5 separate regions of the Mus musculus genome follow, and regions 2, 3, 4 and 5 are each linked to region 1. A link is a contact called in public promoter capture Hi-C data. All regions are on one chromosome and are shown on one strand. The core of a region is the stretch at or near the end of the contact, and the rest is flanking DNA. Distances in the headings are between cores, read along the strand shown.

Region 1 (4,765 bases), core at 1,034-3,533:
AGAGGGCATCTGATCCCATAACAGATGGTTGTGACCCACCATATGGTTGCTGGGAATTGAACTCAGGACCTCTGGAAGAGCAGTCAGTGCTCTTACCTGCTGAGCCATCTCTCCAGCCTTCTCTTTAGTAGATATTCCTTCTCTTTAGTAGATGAGAACAAACACAGAGACTCACTTCTGGACGGTGTGCTGAGTTGGAGCACTCAGTCTTCATCAAAGCACTCCCCTTTGAGGCCCAGGGAAGTACTCAGAAGAATAGGTGGACATTTGTAAGAGCCAGATGTGATGGGTGACTCCAAGGAAACTCTTCCAAACACAGCAGAACTGATGCACATATGAATTCACAGAGGTAACAGCAGTGGTTTCAAGCCAGAATGTACAGGTTTAAGCCAGGGGAGGTCCCACTCTTCTGAGAAGGGGAGGTGAAGATCCTTAACCAAGAAGTTATCTACAATTGATGCCTCATGTCCAGGAGAAAGCATTTCTCTCCAGCGGAGCCTGTCTGGGTGTATTAACTCCACTTCAAGGCAGACATGAGCCGGCACAAGCTCAGCAGGGTTTTGGTAGCCCTCTGATCTCATCTTGCTTTGGTTGGGCATTTTGTGTTTAGTGTTTTTTTTTTTTTTTTCTTGTTTATTTTGGTTTCTTTCTTTCCATCTTTCTTTCTTTCTCTCTCTCTCTCTCTCTCTCTCTCTCTCTCTCTCTCTCTCTCTCTCTCCCTTCCTTCCTTCCTTCCTTCCTTCCTTCCTTTCTTTCTTTTTTTTTTCAAGACAGGGTTTCTCTGTGTAGCTCTGGCTGTCCTGGAACTAACTCTGTAGACCAGGCTGGCCTCGAACTCAGAAATTCACCTGCCTCTGCCTCCCAAGTGCTGTTTTGCTTGTGTGCTTTCTTTTCTCTTTTCTTCTTCTTCTTCTTCTTCTTCTTCTTCTTCTTCTTCTTCTTCTTCTTCTTCTTCTTCTTCTTCCTCCTCCTCCTCCTCCTCCTCCTCCTCCCCCTCTTCCGTTCTTCTAGTTTTTTTTAACTTTAAATTTTTTTTTTTTTTATATTTTACCATTCTATTGATCTACCTGTCTGTCGCTGTACCAGTACCATGCAGTTTTTATCACGATTGCTCTGTAGTATAGCTTGAGGTCAGGCATGGTGATTCCACCAGAGGTTCTTTTATCCTTGAGAAGAGTTTTTGCTATCCTAGGTTTTTTGTTATTCCAGATGAATTTGCAGATGAATTTCCAGATGAATTTCTAATTCGTTGAAGAATTGAGTTGGAATTTTGATGGGGATTGCATTGAATCTGTAGATTGCTTTTGGCAAGATAGCCATTTTTACAATGTTGATCCTGCCAATCCATGAGCACGGGAGATCTTTCCATCTTCTGAGATCTTTAATTTCTTTCTTCAGAGACTTGAAGTTCTTATTTAAAGAGAGAGAAAGGAACATACAGTTGGGTGGGTAGGTACGGAGATGGGGGGATCTGGGAGGAATTTGGGGATGGAAATACATGAATCAGAATATATTGTATGAAATAATGTTTTTTAGTTAAAAAAAACTATGCTTCACCCTCTCCAAAAGGAGGGGGGGGGAGAGAGAGAGAGAGAATACAAAAGACCTATTTGATAACCTTAGTTCATGCTAACGTTATAGTTTCCACTATGAGTCTCTTTTTTGAAGCACCCAATTATTTTTAGGAAATTTATGTCATAGGAAGATGTACGTACACTGGTTTCCCCATGTAACTAAAAATGTTTTCCGTCAGTACTTCCAGGTGTGAACATTTGTAAAAACCCAATCTTTCCTTTGTTAGTCGGCACAGGTAATCTTACAGGATGTTTTTAAGGCATTGAATTTAAACTCGCCCCCTTGTGGTTAGTATGTGTCAAAACACCCTGGGTATTTGGTGACTCGTATTTGGTTGCTGTGACAGTCTCCAGATTTTCTACAGAAAGAAATTTGCCAATAGCAACTTCTTCCAAAGATATACGGTCTAACAGGGCGTTAGGCATGGAGGACGTGCTGACTGCTGCCAAGGCGTTTTTGCGGCTGCTGGCAGCTACACACAGTACACAAGGAAGTCACGCGGAGTCACAGCTGTGAGCTTTTCGGTCGTCTTAAGCCAACGAAGGTTTTTTGTTTTTTGTTTTTGTTTTTGTTTTTTGTTTGTTTATTCGTTTGCTTGCTTGTTTGGATTTATTGCTTATAATCTGAGTACACGCGAGGTGCGGGTGGGGTAGGGCTGGTGGAATGACAGCTTGTGATTGGCTAAACCCTTGAGACAGTTAAAGGTCAGCCAGCGGGCTCCAAGAGCGACTTACACAGCATCCTTAGCAACCAGCTGGAGAGCCTGGCGGGAGCGCTGGGGTGAGTAATTGTAGCCCCTATTGTCGGTGACTTGGGGAACTAGGATTACGGTCCTATCCTTTAGTAACCCAGACCACAAAAGACCCAAATGTAGGTTGAACTTCACCCCCTCAGAGTCCCAAAAGCCCCGTCTCGAAGTTGAAGAGACTTCTAGTCATTGGGAAACTCCAGACCTATTTACCAGTTTTACAGTATCAGGCTCCAAATTAGAGTCTGTGCCCTGCAACTTCCGCTAGCTCCTTTGATAGAGGCAGTGTTTTGGGGAGAGTATAGAAGGTGGGGGAGCTCTGATAACTGTTCTAGGGCTTTGCTGATCAGTGTTCATGGTCCCCAGCAACTCAGTTCTTCCCCCACCCCGTCTTCCGTCTTCTTACCATCTCCCCATTCTCCTCGTACACGTACACTTTTGGATTTTCAAAGAGAAAATTCCAACATAAAGATTAGTACACGGAAAGGGCAAAGAATAGATGAAAACAAAACAAAAACTCACAAATAACCTAGAAAATAATGGCAAAGTTATCACTCAGGAAGCATTCCTGGAGGTAGGGAAGAGTTGGGTAGAAGTCTATAATTAAAGTTCATCTGATCGATGCCGTCTTCTCTGTTGTCTCTGGTCAGATTCTTTAGAGTTGTAGTTTAAACCTGGTGTTCCCTGATGCAAGCTACATGTCCAAAGGCTTGGTTTAATTTTTATATGACCTAGTTCTCAGAAGTCGCCTTTGAAGTCACATATTCTGAAGCTTGTTTTAATTGAAGCTTTAAAAAGCTGTCCAGAGATTAATAATAACTTTCTAGAAAGAAAAACACACAAACTGCCAAGCAACCAGGCATTTTGTTGGAGCTATTTCAATACGTGCTATGTCTCAGAAATGTTTTGATTTCTCATGTAAGGCTTCAAGGTAAGTGCTAGATTTCCATTTTGCTGATAACTATTGAACATTCCCCAAAATGTATCATTCATATAATTCCAGGAAGTAGTGTTCTAAAAAGTTGCTCTTGTCAATAAATTTGGAGAAAATTACATACATATCACATTATCTGTCATTCAAGATTCATTATATATGCACATATACTAATAACCCCCTAAATCTTACAGCATGTCAGTCTACACAAATTTGTTCCACACTGCACTTTTGGGAATTACTGTTTTAAATTAACCACACTGTTGTTTCCTCCTCCTCCTCCTCCTCCTCCTCCTCCTCCTCCTTCTCTTCCTCTTCCTCTTCTTCCTCTGGGTTCATTTCTTCAAATATTTCTGGTTGATTCAGTTTAAGTCCCCACTCCCTCAAATCTTTTCAAAACAACTTCAGCAAGTTAATGAATTATTCTACCCCCACTACTTTGTATTCCATTTCAGCAGTAACATAAACAATTTGCTAACTGTTTAGGACTATTGGTTTCCTGCAGTAACCTAGCAGGTACTTTGTTGAAACTATGATTCTAACATGGTATCTAGCATCTTGCAAAGGCTCTATAATAACTATTTGAATAACTAGAAGTAATCATTAATTTCCCCCTTTATAATGCCTGTCTTGTAGAAGACCAGATGCTTTTAACAGCAGCCCCCTAAATGCAAACCGTGGCCATTTGGTGATGGGAGATGGTTTTTGTGTAGAATAGGTTTGAGTGGAGAGGTGATGGCCTTGGGTAGACCAGGGGACAGGGATCTGTGAATAGCTCAGATTGCTCATTTGTGATTTTTAAATAGAAATCCCAGATTAAGAGCAGCGTTTGAGGTCTGAGAGGGGGAAAGCAACATGTATGGTTTTCTAAGTATCTGTCTACAAGTTGGGAGTCCAAAAACACTCTGAAAAAATAAATTTAGATTTCAAGAGAAGTCAGACTGGAGGTAGAGGCCTGGGATGGGGGTGTCATTAGTCTGTTATACACTTGACGGCATAAGATTAGATTGTGCCAACTCCAGAGAGAGAAGAGGGTGGAGAAAAATGTACTTTGGCCACACGGTTGATAAGAATTTGTAAATTTGATATCTGTGGATGCATTTCACAAGCTATGAAGTGCCATGTAGGACTTATGATCATTAATCCTAGAAGATTCCCTGAAGAAATACATTGCATTTGATTTTCAGGAATCAGGGACAGGTTAAGGTTGTATTTGATGAAACACACCCTCTGCCTTTAACCCCAATAGGGATTTGTCCTTTCAGTAACAACACGAAGGTCGGTGTGTGAGAGCTTAGCTGTAGCTTCCCAGTGCTGAACACTTCCGTTGATCAATTTCCTATGCACTTTTCATCTTCATGGCCGCTTCTTGGCAGGAAGATAACTTCTCGGCCACTCTTCTGTCACCCAGCAAGGAAGAAGAAATAGAAAGAAAGAAGGCTCCATGGATCCGCCAGAAAGGCAGGCTTTTCCAAAATTACCTATTCAGATTTAGAAATATATGTGTA
Region 2 (4,765 bases), core at 1,058-3,557, 1.6 Mb after region 1:
ATTAAAAATAAAAATAACTTTAGGCCGTCCAAGTACTGTCTACTGCAAACTTCAAAGAGTAAGTTTCAGGACAGCCAAGGTTACGTATGCCTTGCCTCAAACTTTTAATTAATTAATTTTAAGAAAATCTCAATTAAAGGTGGTAAGTAAATGAAAAGAATTAAAGGAAGATAAAACAAAAAGAAAGCAAATGGTCAAATAATACATTTAACTACAGTTAATAATAATATCAAATGCCACATTAAAATGTATTCTGAACTGAAAGAATTCTAAAATAAGCACATAAAAATTTAGAGGGCACGGGGATGAGGACAATGCTTTAGTAGGGAAAGGTGGTAGCTGTGCAAGCTTGAAAACCTGGGTCCAACTCCCACTCACACAACAAAGGCAGACTTGACCGCATGTGCCTGCAATCCCGGGGCTTTGAGGCAAAATCAGGTGGATCCCAGGAGCTTGCTGCCCACACAGCCTAGCATCTAGGCTAAGCCCAAACCTAACCAAGTTCCTAACTCAGGACTGAGCTGGAAAGCTATACAAAACACCACTATGCTCCTCAGGCCTCCACATGCAGTGTTCAGGTGTGTGCACCTACATACGCCCCGATCTGTGCATACATGTGTACACCACACACAGAAAGATCCTTTAGAGGATGCGGATGAGACAGTATTAAGAGAAAATTTAAAACACTGCAAGTTGCCATGGGTATGCTCGTTCTATAATATGATGTTTGTTCAAAGGACAAATGTGACCCTATACAAAACAAGTGGGGTCATTCTTACCTTGGACACGTTGCTGACATAATTCACTTGCACAGTGCTTTCTTTATCAACTTGATTACAAAGATTCTGTAGAGTATATGCATATTCTTTATCACTCTTTATTCTCAGAGCCATAAATTTCTTCACTGTCTCCAGCAACCGTAGTTCCCAGTCTTGCAACTTTAACACAGCTTCCTGTGAGTTCTTCAGGTCACTCCCAAATCCCATTTTGTAAGATATAGCTTATCCTCCACACTGTGCACGTGAGCCTGCTAGTCAGCACATATCTGTGAACACAGACGTGAGTCAGTTAGAAGGAAGTTTATCCTCCAGTCAAAAGGATGGCCCACTGGGTTGTTGGGTTGGTTGGTTGGTTGGTTGGTTGGTTGGTTTGTTTAACTTGGAATACTGCTTTATTTCTCAAATTTGGAAGTGATTTTCTTCATTGTGAACAAACCTGAGCAGTATATAATTCATCAAAATTGTTTTTAGAGGAAATACAATGTAAAATAAAGTACATCAAATTATTTAAATCAATTCATATATTTATCTTAAATCCTGTAATTATTTTTTAATCAAATTAATATGACACCAACACATATTCCAAATGTATGTTTTTGTTGTTGAGTCACAAAATACAAATTGCATTTCAGAGTTAGGTAATAGAATTTGGGAAATTAACTGATTATGTTTCCCAGGGTCCAGCTTCGACAAGAGTCAGGGGTCATCAAGGACTAGGGATACCTGGTAGGTGAATAAGAAAACGTACAATTGACATACAATACTGACAGGCTGTTCTTTTTTGACATGGGAGCCCTTGAACTCGGAAGTCAGGGGGTTCACCTAGACTTGACTCAGCCCCAGTCTTTTATTGAAATCATACAAGGAAGTTGGAATCCCAAAGTTCACAGAGGGTGGGTAAATGCTTCTCTATTTTCCTGTGCCAACATTTTCTAATGACACAGAGTAGTACAGATTTAGAACAGAAAAAAGGGAACTATACAATCTCAAACATAAAAGTTTTATAGCAAGCACAATTTTTTTTGTATCTCCCAACCCCCAGTCTCTGGTGAGGTTGGGGACAGCAGTATTGGGGTTACAAAGTCAGTATCTCAGACATGTATGAGACAGTATGGTTTCATAAAAGGACAAACATGAGATCATACTGCTAACCCTTCAGTCTTTGGATCTGCAATCTAGATCAAACATCCAGGACCCCATCTGTCTGTCTACAAAAACAGCCTCACTTAATCCTACGGGGCTGCCACCATCATCCCTGAACCCGAGTGTTGTGGATAGCCCTGGGGCTAATTATATTTGATGTTAAATCTGTTCTCCTCCTGTGAGTGGCTGCAAAGAAGGAATGAGTCAGCACTCAGGTGATTTCCTGCTTCCTACCTTAATTTGTAAAATAAAGGAGAGCTGATGATTGGGCAGATAAAAAGGGAAGGTGGAGCAGAAGGTAGGAGAGAGAAGGAGGAGAAATGGAAGAGGATGCAGAGGAGGAAGAAAAGAGGAGCAGAAGCACATTGCCTGGAGAAACTGCAAGTTCTAAGGAGTCCGATAGATGGAGAAGATGGTAGTATAGCGGTAGATCTGCCCAATCTAGGCACACAGCATATATTAACTGTGTTGTGTTTTCATTGCTAGGGCATATTTGGAAAGAGATTTACCACAACCCCCGAGGAACCCATTGCTGACTTTCTGGGAAATATCTGTATATTATTCCAACCTCAATTTTATGATAAAACTATCCTATTTTTATTATACAGAATTGACACTAAGGCTGGGTGAACAGCTGCAGACTTACTCATCTCTGCCTGTGACTCTAGGTTACTTGTATTATTGAATGACTATAACATACATTTCTCGTGAACTCATGAACAGCCTTCACTTTAATACTATTGGTAACATCTAGCTTCTGGATATCAAGCGGGCTCCTACTATGTCTTGCCAGGTCACCAAATACCGGCTTAATCAAGGAAGGAAGAGAGAGAAAGAACAGTAAATAGATAAAAAAAAAAAAAAATGGTAAGTACTAAGAATAATTGCAGAAATGACATCATGAGGTGCTTGCACCAAAGAAGCAACCTTGGGACCTCTCTGAACTCATACTGGGGCCCACAAGAGACCATAGCCTCATGCTCTGAAACATGGTACCCCAGGCAAGTTTTTCTCCCTTGTCATCAAGGGTCCCAGGCATCTCAAGTTTAAAGTGGGGTGTCTCCAACGTATATTGACATTACAAAAAATCCAAAAGTATTAATTTGTTTAAAAGTAAACATGTTGGGGCTAGAAGAACTAGCCCAAACACCTGGGAGCTCCCAGAGACTGAGCCACCAACCAGGCCAAGGCCCCCAACACAAATACACCAGAGGACAGCCTGGTCTGACCTCAGTGGGAGAAGACACGTCTAATCCTCAAGAGACTTAGGTCCCAGGGAGTGGGGAGGCCTGGTTGGAAGGGGCACCCTCTTGGAGACAGTGGGGAGGAAAAATGGGATGATGTCTTCTCCCAAAGGTCAGGAAGAACCTGAGGATGTGCACTGCACTGATGTTCTACTAGAGGCTCTAGACATTGGACTGGTAGAGTAAAATAAAAGACATTTGGGATAGGGGGCTTGTGAGATGGCGCTTAGAATGTACAATGCTCTTCCTAAAGACCCAAGTTCATTTCTTAGTGAGGTATGGCACACGACAGCCTGTACTCCAGCTCCAGGGCATCTGACACCTCTGACTCCTCAGATACCTGTGTTCACATGTACATACCCACACATGCACATATAACTAAAACTAAAACTAATCAGACCAGACAAGGAAGAAGTGAAATGATTTCCATTTGCAGAGGATACCACTTCACAAACAGAGACCCAAATGAAGGCTTGAGCAAGTGTTAGAATTGAGTGTTATATTACCAAGTACTACAGACAAGGAGCAGATGTCCTCCATGGGCTCCTATGTTAAAAACCTGCTCCCCAGCTAATGATGCTACTTGGAAAACTCTAGATGATGGAGCCTAGGTAGGCAAAGTAGGTCATTGGAATGTGCTTTTAAAGATAATAGCTTATTCCTGGTTCTTTATCTCTGATTCCTGGTTTCCAAGGTGAGCAGCTTCTACAAAACACTCCTACTATGATATACTTATTCTCTTACCATGAGCTTAGAAACAGAGCCAAAGGACAATGGAAGGAACTCATTGAAAGCATGAGCCAAAATAAATGCTTCTCTCCTTAAGTGGCTTTGTTCACATATTCAGTCACACCAGCACGGCGTTAACATACATACCACAATCAGTGTTAAAAAGTCAGCTAAATGTCTACATACCAGAAAAATCAAACCAAAAATTGTTAAAAAATCAATTCCATTTACAGAAACATGAATAAAAGAATAAGACACTCGGGAAGAAATCTTTCTTAAAACCAAACATGTGTTCTTCAAACTAAAAAGCCAAAATTATAAATAAGCTCCTCAAAGACTCAGGTTCAAAGGTAGAAGAATTAATGTGTTAATAAGGCAAGATCCTCCCATTTGATCTATACATTTGACATTATCTGTATTGAAAACACCTTGTACATCGAAGAAATTAAGACACAAAAGACCACATATTGTATAATTCTATTCACATGACATGTCTAAAAATAGTCCAACTAGAGCTACAGGACAGATGTGTGGTTTTCTAGGGCTAATGAATTTGGAGAGAAATGGGGAATGATCTCTGAGAAGGATTAGATTTTCTTCTGTGGTGATGGAAGTATTCTGAAACTGGTCGTGATGGCAGCACAACTCTGAGAGTGGATGAAACAACTAAACTGCACAATTCCATCAGGTGAATCCTTTAGTATGTGAATGTTACATTAGCTATGGCTTGATACCTCCCTCAAGGCTGCATGTGCTGGGATTTAACCCCCTGGGAGAGGTAACAAGAGTGGGGAAAGTTATTCCCACTGTGGTACTTACCAGAAAGATCTCTGGGAGATGATCAGGATGAAGTAAGTTGTTAGCAGGGAG
Region 3 (4,765 bases), core at 658-3,157, 1.5 Mb after region 1:
GGAACCTAATAGCCCAGTGAACTAAAAATATAATCCATATTTCAGGTTACATGCCTAGGTTACTTTTCTACTGCTTCGATAAAACACCATGACCAAAAGCAACTTGGGGAAGAAAGGGTTTATTTGGCTTACACATCCTGAATCAGAGTCCACAGAGGGAAACCAAGGTAGGAACTGAAACAGGGCAGGAGGCTGGAGGCAGAAGCCAATGCAGAAGTCATGGAGGGGTGCCACTTACTGGCTTGCCATTCATTTTGCTTAGCCTGCTTTATTGTAAAACCCAATACAACCCACCCATGAGTGGCCCCACCCACAATCAGTAATTAAGGAAATGCCCTGCAGCTGGAGCTTACGGGGACATTTTCTCAACTGAGGATGCCTCCTCTCAGATGACTACAGCTTGTGCCACACTGACATGAAACTAGCCCAGCACATTATGCTTACTATTTAAGCAATAGTAACGACCAGAGTCTCGAGTGTGTCCAGCTGCTGCCACACTGTTTGCACGTATCATTTCGTTTACTTACAAAGTGGTACACTGTGAGCAGTAAAGTGGGAACTACGAGCCATGTGCAGCTCCAAGTCAGAGCAGCCACGTTTCCACAGGCAACACTCACCCACAGTGCACCACGTTCTGAGTGACAGTATGAGTGCATCTCAAGTGCTCCGAGGACTTCAGAGTGTCAGTGGTGAAAGCTGAGGACCCTCCGGTGTTTTGAGAGGGATTGAGTCCCCAAAGGACTATAGTTTTCTTTAAAAACAAAAATATCCTTACTCCACAATCACATAACCTGGGGTGAAAGACCTCTGATCAAAGGAAAAACTGCAAGATCAGAAGAATATAATTTCTGGTATTCTTACTCATAAATAGTGGAATTCCCTTGTCTTTCACAAAACCACTCAGAATGAGCCAGGTCATCTTATTAATAAGGAATGAAATCTCCATTTAGCTCAAAACTTCATATGAGGCTTGCTTGCCACTCATAAACTCATACCTTATATGTACTTATGTTTACTCAAAATATTGTCAAGGCTTTGAGAAACACAAGCCTCATAGGCTGCCATGATCTAGTCTAGAGATCTCTAAAGTTAGGATGTAATTATTATTGATATTTTTCTTCTAAGGGTAAGTTTTTTAAAAAAAATTAATCTTTTTTATACCTTATCTATTTAGATATTCAAGAGTAGAATTTAGTCACAAATATGACAGAAAATATAAATATACAACTCTTTTGTTGAAATATTCTTCATTATCAAGTAAAACAAACATAATATGTAACTGCTGAGAATAAAAGAAAAATTTCTATTATATAATATGTTATTATATGTATGTTTTACATATACATATATACAATAAGATATCTCTTAAAGAGAAGCATGTTGCAGTCGGCAAAGCTGGAAGGACGGCGCCACCGAAGGCCTTTGACATCAGACATGGCACTACAGCAGTTTCCCTGCTGAGATGTGACCTTGCTTTGGAGCCAGCATTTCCTCACTGTGCCCTGTTTCCTCCCCTTCCAGAAGCTGTACGCTCTGTGCCAGGGTGAGTGACAAGGATGTAGTTCAGTTTTTGACTTTACAGGTGGCTACAACTAAGAGACTGACTCTCAGATGAGACTTGGGACTTTTAAACAGTGTTGAAGCTGTCAAAGACTCAAGGGAACTTCTGATGCTGGACTGAATGTGTTTTGCATTATGATATCACTACAAGCCTGTGGGGTCAGGGAGTGGAACATGGTAGCTAGAATGAGAATGGCCCTCACAGACTAATTTGAATGCTTGGTTTTAAATTAGAGGTACTGCTTGGGAAGGAGTAGGAAGCTGACCTTGTTAGAGGAGCTGAGTCACTAGGGGAGGGCTTTAAGGTTTGAAAACCCTATAACATTTCTGGTTACTTCTCTCTTCTCTCTCTGCCTCCTGCTGTGGGTCAGAGAGATATAAGCTCTCAAGTACTGCTCCAGTGTCCTGCCCACCACCATGCCTACACCTTTGGAACTGTGAGCCCCAAGGTAAGTGCTTTCATTTACTTAAGAATAAAATCTCTATGACATTTTGCCAAGTAACAACAAAATACCAAAGGCAAGAAAGAGCTTAAAGAAAGTTGTCATTGATATTTAAAAAGTTGAAAGAATCATATGTTCCCTATTATACAGTGCAAACACAAAATCTCATGGAAACCCTTTGAGAGATCTACTCTCCAGGAAGGGAGACCACGCCAAGAGAGAACAGCATCCAGGACTGAAAACAGGCGTCCCCTGTGCCCCTAAGTGACTTCCAATGGTAAGACAGCCATCACTCTACTACCTAAAACACACTGCACTGGGAAGACAAGCCAACTGTTCCCACCCGACTTGCAGGCTGCAGATTTTCCCATCCTGTGTGCCCTTCCAGTCTTGTTCCCAGCAGGCCTCTGCTTAGCTGCTGCTGTTGCTGCTGCTGCTGCTGCTGCTCCTTCTCTTCCTCCTCCTCAACACAAAGGTCCTTTGTGCACCTCACACATATTGTGCACATGGCAGCTATGTGCTTCCTGGCTCTGTCAGAGAAGAGAACATTTACTCTTCCAGTCTTAAGGTAAATGCCATCTTCTCCCAGCAGTCTCCGAGGCCCTGAAACAGGCACCTGCCATCAGTGGCTCTCCCAGAGGCTCTTTCAGTTTTTTTTTGGTTTTTTTGTTTTTTGTTTTTCAAGTAAAATTTAGGTAATAAATGTGTGATTGCTAAAGTGTCTGCTCACTGTTTATCATTTAAGAAACTAGCTCAAATCTGAGAATAACAGATTCATTCATAAAGGGTGGAAATTCATTTTAAAAAGAGTACATTACTGAACATCAAAGTTATTTAAATACAGGATGATACAAGAATTTCAAATAAAAAACTATCACTGTATTTCTTGGGTTTGTCTTTAATTAAAACTGACTGGCTTTGATTAAATACTGTGCTGTGAACATAGAATATTATAAAAAGGATAATAAACCCCATTGCATTGTATTCCCACTAGTTACAAAGAAAGTGAAATAATGACTTTTGACAGATGTAAATAATTTCAATGATAATTTAAACTACTGTCATGTATTGTCTGTACAAATTTCTTTCTTTTCTTTTTTAAGCATGTTTGGAGATGTAAGAAGCGCTCCACAAAGCCTCGAATTAGGGGTTTATCCTGTGTCAAACAGCAGAACACTGCAAGTACTAACTGTAGACTGTGGGAGGAGATCTTCCTTAATTTACAAGTTAACAGAAAAATACAAATTCATGTACTTGTGCATAGCAAATGGTACTTTAAAGATAAAGTCACTTAGAAGTCTTTTCCAACAATCTGGAAAACACAGCCTCACAGACATTAGCACACAGAGAAGAGACAAAGAAGCCTGCAGTCAGCACTGGCTGGGCCACCTTATGCACATCTCTCTTGTGTCTCACAGTCTTCTCTTTAATCACCTCTTTCAATGTTTTTACTTTGAAGAGACTTTTCTAAGTTTAGCATACAAAACCAGGCCAACTTAATCCCAGGTAAAGACTTCATCTTGTAAGGGTTTACTAGGCCCTCCACCTCAGGCACAGCTGTGTCAGGAATTGACACACACATGTATAAATAGGAACAGTGGCAACCCACTTGAGTTCTACAGTAGGACAAATGAAGACCAATAAAGACAATGATATCGTCACAGGTGCAAAGTGTTCTTATTCTCATGGTTTCTGTACTGGCTAGTTTTGTGTCAACTTGACACAGGCTGGCGTTATCACAGAGAAAGGAGCCTCCCTTGAGGAAATGCCTCCATGAGATCCAGCTGTCAGGCATTTTCTCAATTTGTGATCAAGCAGGGATGGCCCCTTTTGGGTGGTGCCATCTCTGGGCTGGTAGTCCTGGATTCTATAAGAAAGCAAGCTGAGTAAGCCAGTAAGTAACATCTCTCCATGGCCTCTGCATTTGCTCCTGCTTCCTGACCTGCTTGAATTCCAGTCCTGACTTCTTTTAGTCTTAGTCAGGGTTTCTATTCCTGCACAAACATCATGACCAAGAAGCAAGTTGGGGAGGAAAAGGTTTTTTCGGCTTACACTTCCATACTGCTGTTCATCACCAAGGAAGTCAGGACTGGAACTCAAGCAGGTCAGGAAGCAGGAACTGATGCAGAGGCCATGGAGGGATGTTCTTTACTGGCTTACTTCCCCTGGATTGCTCAGCCTGCTCTCTCATAGAACCAAGACTACCAGCCCAGAAATGGCACCACCCACAAGGGGACCTCCCCCCTTGATCACTAATTGAGAAAATGCCTTACAGCTGGATCTCATGGAGGCACTTCCCCAACTGAAGCACCTTTCTCTGTGATAACTCCAGCTGTGTCAAGTTGACACAAAACTAGACAGTACAGTCATGATGTTTGTGCAGAAATAGAAACCCTGACTAAGCAATTTCCAATATTATTTCCAATGACAAGAGTCTATACAACTCTTTGTTTTTGTTTGTTTGTTTGTTTTGATTTTGTTTTTCGAGACAGAGTTTCTCTGTATAGTCGTGGCTGTCCTGGAACTCAGAAATCCGCCTGCCTCTGCCTCCTCAGTGCTGGGATTATGAAGTGCAACCTTCACAATGAATTTGGGGAGATAGATACTTTGATGTAATACTATATCTGAAAATACATAAGGTAGAATAAAAAGCAATGAAATGAGAAATTAAATATGACCAAAAAACTGAAGAAAAGAGAGAAGGAAACACCAAGTGGAATTTCAGAACTAATTAATCTCCACAGAGACAAACTAAGCAGGAA
Region 4 (4,765 bases), core at 1,261-3,760, 1.1 Mb after region 1:
AAAGCAGGGCATCCTCACAGGACGGGAACTGTCTGTGATGCGTGTACATTTGTTTCACACAAGGAGCACAAAACCACTGAGATCGACTGATCCGAATTATCGGGATCAGAATTGCCGTTTGCCACTAATTCCTGGAGTGACCTTGGGAAGGGCGTTCATTCATTTCCTCTAGGCTTCCACAAAAAGGCAGGGCTTTGTTTTGTCTTCACAAGACATCTTTTAGATTATTTTTTTAATTTGTAGGTAGCATCCAACTTTAAATATTGATAACAGGAATTACTGGATCCCCATAGCATACTTCCTTGACAGTTCTGCATTTGATAAAATTTACTGTGGTAGGATTTAGATTGTTTTGTTTCTTAGCATAGAAACCTGGATTGTACACTATACGCATGCTCTCTCTCATTAGTCATTTATATACCAAATAAATTGCAAACTACCTACATCCATAAGCCTAATTGTGTATGGAAATCATTACCTGGGGCTCACACTGAGCTACATTTTGTGGATAATTTTACCCCCTGTGTAGCCATTTCAAGATGAGTGGCATATTTACCTCTCCCAGGAAGAAAAAAAGACTCTGTCACCAAATATTTACAGAGAAACTAAATGTTCCAACAGCAGCTTCGAGAGCCAGTGTTTAACTCTAAGTTGTTCTCCCTGTTGTCTCGGCTCATCAGTTCATCATTATAACCTGGTCTGAAAACAAAACTCTAAACACTTACAACTCAAGAACGATCCACACAGCTGGCTTTGGAAACTTACCTGCTGCTTCCAGCAAGGCTACAGTGCATAGCTTCTTTTGGAAGTCATTTCTCTCTTCTCAGAGACAGTTGCCACTACTGCTTCTACCTGGGATTGTCTTCACATATTTATAACCACTGTTTTCTGGCAGTGAGAGGAAGCATGGATCTTTCAAAGCAACATACAACATACATACAACATACAACAAAGCAGCAGCAGCAGCATCACCACATACACACACACACACACACACACACACACGTAAAGAAACGAAGGCATCCATTTTCATAGAAGCCATTTTACTAGGTATTAAAAGGAGGTAAGAAACGAGGTTCTGATTCTCAACACTAAAAGCTGCAGGACAATGAGACATATTTGTCTTATTCATGACCTGGCCTAATGCAGCTGCACGACCAGAGCTCAGTTACCGAGTCGTCAGCTTTTGGACGCAGGCCGTATGAGATGCGTGAGCTCACCTGTAAGAACCACTTTCACGGACTCTGCACTAATAGAAATTGCCCTCTTCTGTTGTCCATTGTCTGTGGGCAGTCTGGGGCGGCGGGGGGGGGGGGGGAGGGGGGGGAGGTGTCCAGCTGATGAATACTTGCATCACTGAGAGTTTTTAGGAGCTAAGTTTGTCAACCGTTCAGGTGCACAAGTATGAAGATTCGCTAATTAGAGCGGGGAGCTGAGATGGGAAGTCGACCCTGACTAATGTGTACTGTGTAATTCGGTGCCAGATATTTTACCTACACTAGTCTGTTTAATTGCCCTAACAATCAGGTGAGGTTAAATTACCCCCCTCAAGGCAGAAGACTCCGAGGCTGGAAGAAGAGCTCGCCACCATGTCCAAGATTGCTCAGTTTCTGTAACTACACAGCCAGGGTCCCGCTTTATCCCTCCACCTTTCTGTGCCTGATGCTGCGCGGGAAGGAGATGTGTTAACAGCAGGAGCACCCAGGACCCCAGCAGTGAATGCTGATTCTGTTAGTTACTATTTTGCCAACAGGCAGGAGCAGGTAAGGAAGGCAAAACCACAGTGCGGCTCCCAAGCTGTGACTGGGGGCAGAGTAGTTCCGAAGCCCAAACAGGCACACAGCCAAAGCCGGGGCTTGCAACTAGGATTCTTGCCAGAGACAACTGGACTCACTGGGATCCCTGGGGCCCACGACTGATTTGGGAAACAAAACAAACAAGCAAACAAACTACAGTTGAGTTGTTCTCAGGTAAGTCCCATTGGAGGGAAGCCCAGTAAACAGAACCCAGTTTGAAGAGCTGAGCGAAATCATAGTTGAAAGCACCGCCCAGATTGCCGGAGGCTCTCACCACATGGATCCGGCGCACACGGGTGCGGGGATTGTGTAATCCTTTGCTCCTGGTGTCTGGGATGACATTGCTTGCTTGCTTCATGTTATTCTGAGTAATTGCCTTTTAACTTGAGGGTCAGGGTAAGAATTCATTCTGCTCTTATACCCTTAGTACAGGCCTCTACTTAATAACTGTGTGTGTGTGTGTGTGGGGGGGGGGGTGAATCAATATTCCTAGTATGTCTTGTTTATACTGGAATTTTAATTAAGCGGCCAATAGAAAATCAGAGTGGAGCTCTGTAATCTTACTGACCCTCATTCCTACCTGCCTCTCCATCTATCCCCGGGACATGAAACTCAGCTCTTGCATTTAGTGTTGGTTGGTGTTTGTTATCACAGTAGCCACTGAGAACAGCTCCCCGTTCCATTCCTGGTTTGCAGCCCTGTCCGCAGGCACACCCCTGTGATCAGCACAGGCCATCTCTGGAGGTCAGGAGTCCAAAATGAAGCTGAGACCTTTCAAAGTTTGCACAAGCATTTCTTTTTATGTATTCTGTAAGCCAGAAGTTCGTACTTTTAAAGGGAAAAAAACCCAAAAAACAAAAAAACCCACGTATGTGTGTATGTATGTACGTGAGTGTCACCCCAGGGCAAATCTAATTTATAACCAGCTACTACTTACAAGATGGCTTTGCTCATACTACAAGCTTCTGTTAAGACAAAATCCATCAGGGAGCAGCAGCCAGCACAGGCTCAGTGTTCCTTGCACCTTCCTTAACTAAGAAAATCCATCATGCAGCCTGCCACTTTCCACCTGAATAAAACAGGATTCTTTTTCCCCCGCTCAGTTCTAAATAGGACCTAGCACTCAGGCTTCTCCAAGTCACCACTGAAAAACTTGATGCTCCTCTGACCTCCTGTTTGCTGCCATCTTTCCAATTTTAATATTTAAATGTCCAATTTCCTTTTTAACTTAATAATTCTATTTTTTGAGAACTTTGTACATAAGCACTGTACCCATATCACTTTTGCCTTTTCCTTTCCCTGCTCCAACTCCTTCATATCCCCCTTCCAAATCTGTGTTCCCTTCTTTTTTATTATTATATGTATATACACCTACTTAGTCCAAATGGACTTTCCTCCTGTGTACATGTATCCAGGCCTAACCACATGAGATTGGACAGCCTCTGTGGGAGCTAACCCTTGGTTGAGCCTGGTATTCTTTCTCTCTCTCCCCCTCCCCCTCCCCCTCTCTCTCTGCAATCATTAATTGCCTATGGCCCTTCATCTAGGAATGAGGCCCTGCAGAATTTCTTCTGTCTATTTAGCATGCAAACTGGTGTGTCATTGTTAAATTTCCTGGATACAGTTTCTCTGTCATATACAGAAGATGCTATTGCATAGCAGATGCCCTGGCCTTCAGGGTCTTGCAATAGTTCCATCTCTGTCAGTGATTTTTTTTTTCTGGCCCTTGAGAGTAGGGCTTGCATTGCAGATCTATCACTGGGCTTGGACACCCCCTTGATGCTCATTCTATGCATTTTGGCCAGCTGGGGACTTCTTTAACAGTTTCCACCTGTTCCAAATGGATACATCTTTGATATAGGGGTGAGAGTTACACTTAGCTGTGGGCATAGGATAAATATTTAGAATACAGGTAGAAATTATATTGGTTTAGAAAAAATGACTGTAGCAAACTTTCTTCTTGGCCTCTGACCTCTGCCGCCACAGGTAGAATCTACATTACCAGGCAGGAGTCCCCTCTTGTGAAGTGGGTCTTCACTTCCAATCAGGTAGCTGTCAGAGAACCCAGAACAAATGTGCGTTTTTCGAGCTCACATACCAGAGACAGAATTCAGCAAAATAACAAAAGAGAGGAGGATTTTCCTCGGTTCTTTGCAACCGTTTCCTCAATAAACAAGCCAAGTTTTTCTGGTTTTGCTAATGTTTTAATTACCAAATTGTTACAGGTCTTTTCTTCTACCACATTGGATAAATCTAAAAGTAAGACTTTCCAAATCTAACGTAAATCCATCCTCCAGTGAGTGAGGAAGCTCTCCCCAGCTCTGCAAGCATCACCTATGCTCATCAATGCCGAAGGTTATTTTCAATTTACCAACAAAGCAGATTTACTCCGTATCATAACAGAGAGCTGGAGCACAGAGAAAAAGCAAGAGATCTTCCTCTACGCCACGGCATGAGAACAATTGCACACAGCAGGAGAACCATTTTTAAAGTGTTCACAAGAGCCCCCCCCCCCCCAGTAGATTTCAGTGAAATCCAGTGCAAGCAATCTGAGCTATAGTCTCTTCCTGAAAAATACAAAAAACAAAACAAAACAAAACAAAACAAAACAAAAAAAAACCCCATGAAGGGATTAAAAACTAACAGCTCATACTGGCACACAGCACTAATCCAAAACATAAAAATCCTGCCAAACTAAAATTAAAGAGAAAGCACTGTTTAAAGCATGTGGAATAGAGCTTTCACTTGGGCCAAGTTAGTAGTAGAGATTAGGGATATTAGAGACCCAGAACTGATGGAGCCTATTTTTTTATTATTATTATTAGGTATTTATTTCATTTACATTTCCAATGCTATCCCAAAAGTCCCCCACACCCTCCCACACATACTCCCCTACCCACCCACTCCCACCTCTTGGCCCTGGTGTTCCCCTGTACTGAGGCATATAAAGTTTGCACGACCAATGGGCC
Region 5 (4,765 bases), core at 1,527-4,026, 1.0 Mb after region 1:
GCCAAGGTTACTGTACTGGATAAGAAGCCCGAGTTTGTGATCTGAAGGTTTTGTCTACACTGATTGCTGTCAGGGACATTTCTTCAATCACAGATCTCCTTTACTATAAAGTTGTAAATGTTTTATAATAATAATTGATTCACCATTTTTTTTCAAGTCTAACGCACAGCTGTCTCCTTTATTAAGAAGCCTTAGCAGAGTTGCAGATCTAATTTGTCTTCACAGGGCCCTTCAAAACCAAGGAGGCTGTGATGTCACAAGGAAGGACACAGGAGATGGCAACAAGACTGGACTTCAAAATCTTGTCCTAGCTTTTCCTCCAAGGAAACATATTTGTTTATCAAAACAGTTCCGTGTGGCAGAAAAATACCTCATCATTGTAGGGTCTCTGAACACTGGTTCTAAAATGCTTAACCCTTGGAGAACCCCACATTTTAGGGTCTACTAGCTGTACTGGGAAATGAGTTGTCAGGAATAGGGGGAACATTGGCAAGGGTGTCTTCCAGAGGACCTAGTGCCTTGTGGTGGTTTTCCCAACTTGCAGAACCCTATGTCAAATCCTTGAGTAGAGCCATATCATAATAGGAACAGCCTTTTTTTTTTTTTGACAAAAGTCACAAATATTCTACAGTCTTGAGGGAGATATTTAGAGATTCCTATGATCACCTAAAACTGAGACATGCCAAGGATGGTAATTCCTATCCCATTTGCAGAAATTTCCCCAGTTTGTCACGTGCAGAAGAAAGATGAGTTTTGAAAAAGAACAATAGATTTTTATAAACTTAATCAGGTCAGGACATCAGTTACAGATACATCTCTGCCTGGGCTGTCTTGTAAGTACCAAGTGCTAATTGATTGTACCGCCGAAGCTCCCAGATACATCTCAATGACTGCAAATCAATTTATTCTGGGCTGTCACCTTTAACACTCTCGATCTGGCAAATGATTTTTTTTTGGGGGGGGCTATACAATTTATAAGGACTACTTACTGTTGTTGTAAATGCTGAATTAAGCCCCTGGGAAAGATGGAGCAGAGAATTATGTGCCGATCTGTGTTGGTTAAGAATAAAACCATGCTTCTGTGATAATTCTTTGAAGAAACCCGTGGAATAGAGTTGGACTCCTGGAGAGGTTGAGTGACTAGACTTGGACTGTCAAGCAGCCACATGTACTGAGCTACCATCTGGACCTGGGGGCCATCTCCTGTCACAGATGTGGCCACAGGCACAGTACTGTATAATCACATTGGAGGAGTAGAGACAAGGCCAAGTCTAAATGGGCCTCAGAAACACATTCAAAATCCATGAGCATTGGGGTCTCCATGGCCCTATACCTTCTGTCTTAGTGCCCCTCCCTGGCCCTGTCCTACAGCCCTGCAGTAAACTAGCTGAGAAAGGAAATCCTTAGACATGACCTAAAGATGACTCTGTCGATGTTCTACCCCAGTACTGAGTGGTGCTGAGTGCCAGCCTTACCTGTGAGAGAGTAAATTAAAGTAGCCAGTGATTTCCACAGGATGGAACCCTCAAAAGGTTAGGGAGCACTCAGAGTTGTCTGTCTGTGGTCTCAGCTTTGAGGGAGGACCTCTCAAGTCTAGGAACTGGGAGACCAACCTATAATACCCTTTTGAAGGGAAAACAAAAAGCAAGCAACAACAATGTGACAGAGATATTATTCTTATTTTAATTATATATAATCAATTTATAGATAAATAATATATAACAATTATATATTCATATTATATTTAAATTAATATGAATATATTATATATTTACATTTATATATTATATTTTATATTATATATTTTATATAATATAAATATTCATAAAATATAATGTAACATGATGTTATATATTATATAATTTATATTGAAATGTATTTATAATTATAATAATATATACTTATAAATTATTGTTTAATGATTTCATGAAATAGTAATTTACTTAGTGATGATTAATAATGTATAATTAACTATAATATTATACAATTATTATTATTTTTATTATTATTATTTCCATATACAGAATTATGTTTTACATTCTAGAACTTAAGATTTCATCACAAATTCACCTTCATGCCTTGTTTCCTGATGGTTCCCCCCCCTTCTCTCTCTCTCTGACTTTTACCCTCTACCCACAAACCACCACAGCTTTTAGCCCATGATGGTTCTCCCAGTAGCTACCACTCCATCTAATAACATAACTTTTATCTCTCTTCAATGTCTTCTTCCTTATTTTTCCTTTCCATCTTGTTCTTTATACCTATTACCTCCTAAACAAGCATCCCTAAGCCCAGATGCTTACAGAGGAGAAGCAAATGGTGTCATAGCCTAATAGCAGACGGTTAACACAGCACATGGTTTTTATGTCCTTATAGCCATGGCAAAACCCATCTCTCTGTTGCTTTCCAAGCATGTTGGCAAATAATCACCAAGACTCACCTTGAGTAGCAAGAATAAAGACAGACAGATGAGAAGCATGACAAACTTTGAACAGGTACCACCGCGCAGCACCTTGAATGGGTGCCAGGAATGAGGGGCTGACAGAGTCAGATGTGACCACAGAAACTGAGACGTTATATTTTTATGTGAACTCTATGAGTCTGAATTTGGTCTCCCATTTGCTAACACGCTGTGCCAATTGGAAATTGCAGGAAGTTACCAGCCAGACAACAGCCTGCAACTCTGGTCTGCGATGCAAGCAATGGATCTTAGTGTGTCTGGGAGTGCTGAACATGCAGCCTCGCAGTGCCTTCTCGTTAATTATTTCTTACTTTTGGTTAAGCTTTTACAAATCTAAAATTGAATGTTATCGGATGCTACAGCTAGCAATGGAGAAAGAGAGCGGCTTCTTTGCTCTCTTTACTCTAGAGCCTGGTCTATCCTTTGCCGGTAGCGGAGACTCAAATACGTTTTGAGTTGTTGAAAGAGAACACATCAAGTGCACGTTAACAGATTAGTTGCACTTTGCTGTGCGATCAGAAGCAAGACTCCACCTAAGGCTAAGGTTAGGGAGTAGGAGACATGGTTTTGATGAAGAGGCTGGGTCCAGAGAGGTATTAAATGCTGCCCTCAGGAGGCGTAACGAGGCATCTCACTGATTTCAGCTATGGAGGTCAACAGAGAGCCCTGAGCCTTCAAGAGTCTTTGTAGCACAGTAAACCCTGTTTATTTGCTATCTGCTGCCCTGAGTCGCTGTGAGGCACAAAGGCTCTGTCTGCCTCTGTAAATACAGTGACATGACTGTCACTTCTCTATGCAACTTGCCAGAAACCTGCTGATTTGTGACCGTCACTTGATACATAGCATTAAATGGATACTCTGAGTGGAACCCTAATATACAAAGAATATTCTGCAGAAAGATATATATATATATATATATATATATATATATATATATATATATCCCTCCTAACTTCACAAGTTTGAAGAATTCTCAGAGTTGTATATGTTTTCAAGGAATAATATCAATAAAGTAGTTAGCTTCCAAGATCAAACCCACAGTGATTGTGTAATCACGCAGGCAGGTGGCCATGGGTCTACTGGTGTACACTACTGCTTTCTGATAAAATGAAGATATGAACTACGTTACATAAAAATGAAAGGCTCGTAGTTTGTTGACTACATACTGAGTCATGCTCCAATTATTTTTAAAGGGAGAACTTGTTAGTATTTTCTGTTAGATTAACATGCCAGACAACATCTGCTTAGTCTTTCTCTTTCTCTCTCTCTATTTAATGAAAATATTTTTTTAAAATTTGCCATATGTTGGATGATACATTTTAAGTCCATAATAATGATAACACTTTATTATGCATATACAAACCTGCTCTAAGTTAGAACAGCATTTAGAATAGGAAAAGCTCAGTGAATAAAACTGTAGTTCCGGAATGTCATTTTGTAGGACTTGGGATCTTATTTCTTTGAGATTGCCAGCACCCTACACTTCCCAACACACATTCTTTATTTTATAACGAGCAATGAAGAAATATTTAGCTGTGCATAGAATCAGGCAATTGTGCCTTACATATGAAGTTAGATAAAAATATTTCATATTCCATACAACCGTAATGCGATCTTACAAATTGTTCCATATAAGCTACAAAGCTTACCATAATTGGCAAATGTTTATAGAATAGTTGCTATGTGTTTGATTGTAGGCATTGGGACTATGTAAATAAGTATACAAAAAGAATCTGTTTGTCCCCAAGACTTAAATTCTAAACTATTATGATGTGAACATTTCCATTCTGCTGGGTTTTATGTGTTAGGTAAATGAAATAATAGATAACAGAATCGACTTATAGTCCCATGTGTTCATACTTATGGATATGATGCCTTTCAAATATACTCTCTGTTATTTTCTATGCCCCCTTAGCATCACATGTTGGCAAATTCTCCTGTCTTGGCGGTACAGATGAAGCAACTGGGTGATCTATTCCCACAGCCACTGTCCTAAGGACAGTTTAATCTCTTCCCGACTTTGGCAAACATGAGTTGTGAAAAATAACTGGAGAGGGTAGTGAAGGAGAGGAGGACAGAGGAAAGAGGATAAAGGAGGAGAGAGGAGAGAGGGGAAAGAAAGGAAACAGGAGAGAGGAAAGGAGGGAGCGGAGAGAGGAGAGGAGAGGAGAGGAGAGGAGAGGAGAGGAGAGGAGAGGAGAGGAGAGGAGAGGAGAGGAGAGGAGAGGAGAGAGAGGAGACAGAAAGGAGAGTATCAAGAGACAGAAGACAGGAGAGAGAGAGGAGGAGAGAGAGGGGAGAGAG

The links. Promoter capture Hi-C pulls out the DNA fragments that hold promoters and counts their contacts.
Region 2: a contact with region 1 is called in a promoter capture Hi-C map of embryonic stem cells, with 7 times the contacts expected there. The contact joins the enhancer-like site here to the promoter of Tmem232 in region 1. A contact is called at or near these places in 8 of 39 promoter capture datasets (the 3T3-L1 cell line, cranial neural crest, embryonic stem cells and 5 more) and 1 of 115 datasets of contacts at active chromatin or transcription factors (embryonic stem cells).
Region 3: a promoter capture Hi-C map of frontonasal cranial neural crest shows a contact between it and region 1, with 6 times the contacts expected there. The contact joins the promoter of 1110058D11Rik here to the promoter of Tmem232 in region 1. A contact is called at or near these places in 8 of 39 promoter capture datasets (the 3T3-L1 cell line, frontonasal cranial neural crest, hippocampal neurons and 3 more) and 1 of 484 Hi-C or Micro-C datasets (cerebral cortex).
Region 4: a promoter capture Hi-C map of liver shows a contact between it and region 1, with 3 times the contacts expected there. The contact joins the enhancer-like site here to the promoter of Tmem232 in region 1. A contact is called at or near these places in 12 of 39 promoter capture datasets (the 3T3-L1 cell line, the HPC-7 cell line, cranial neural crest and 8 more).
Region 5: a contact with region 1 is called in a promoter capture Hi-C map of liver, with 5 times the contacts expected there. The contact joins the enhancer-like site here to the promoter of Tmem232 in region 1. A contact is called at or near these places in 10 of 39 promoter capture datasets (the 3T3-L1 cell line, 3T3-L1-derived adipocytes, the HPC-7 cell line and 7 more), 1 of 15 datasets of contacts at CTCF or cohesin (pro-B cells), 3 of 484 Hi-C or Micro-C datasets (B cells, cerebral cortex and uterus) and 1 of 9 other capture datasets (embryonic stem cells).

What each region holds. Positions count from the first base shown.
Region 1 is chr17:65,538,300-65,543,064 of GRCm38.p6, reverse strand. It overlaps Tmem232 (transmembrane protein 232), which reads left to right and starts at 2,283. Exons shown (of 15, transcript NM_001008973.2): 1 at 2,283-2,355.
Region 2 is chr17:63,892,298-63,897,062 of GRCm38.p6, reverse strand. It overlaps Fer (fer (fms/fps related) protein kinase), which reads right to left. Exons shown (of 19, transcript NM_001037997.3): 2 at 780-1,045. The coding sequence starts at 986. Among named protein-coding and RNA genes, the nearest start is that of Fer, 31 kb to the right of the region's middle. Within about 2 kb of position 2,307, at least 9 of the 459 cell types and tissues checked have an H3K27ac peak or open chromatin away from gene starts, as enhancers often do. A contact at or near this core is called in embryonic stem cells, where this site is marked.
Region 3 is chr17:64,047,814-64,052,578 of GRCm38.p6, reverse strand. It overlaps 1110058D11Rik (RIKEN cDNA 1110058D11 gene), which reads left to right and starts at 1,907. Exons shown (of 2, transcript NR_130982.1): 1 at 1,907-2,009; 2 at 2,154-2,717. The region is part of intron 15 of Fer (fer (fms/fps related) protein kinase); the gene reads right to left.
Region 4 is chr17:64,464,221-64,468,985 of GRCm38.p6, reverse strand. No RefSeq gene overlaps it. Among named protein-coding and RNA genes, the nearest start is that of Mir6420, 26 kb to the right of the region's middle. Within about 2 kb of position 2,510, at least 3 of the 459 cell types and tissues checked have an H3K27ac peak or open chromatin away from gene starts, as enhancers often do. A contact at or near this core is called in liver, where this site is marked.
Region 5 is chr17:64,497,787-64,502,551 of GRCm38.p6, reverse strand. No RefSeq gene overlaps it. Among named protein-coding and RNA genes, the nearest start is that of Gm35098, 29 kb to the left of the region's middle. Within about 2 kb of position 2,776, at least 2 of the 459 cell types and tissues checked have an H3K27ac peak or open chromatin away from gene starts, as enhancers often do. A contact at or near this core is called in liver, where this site is marked.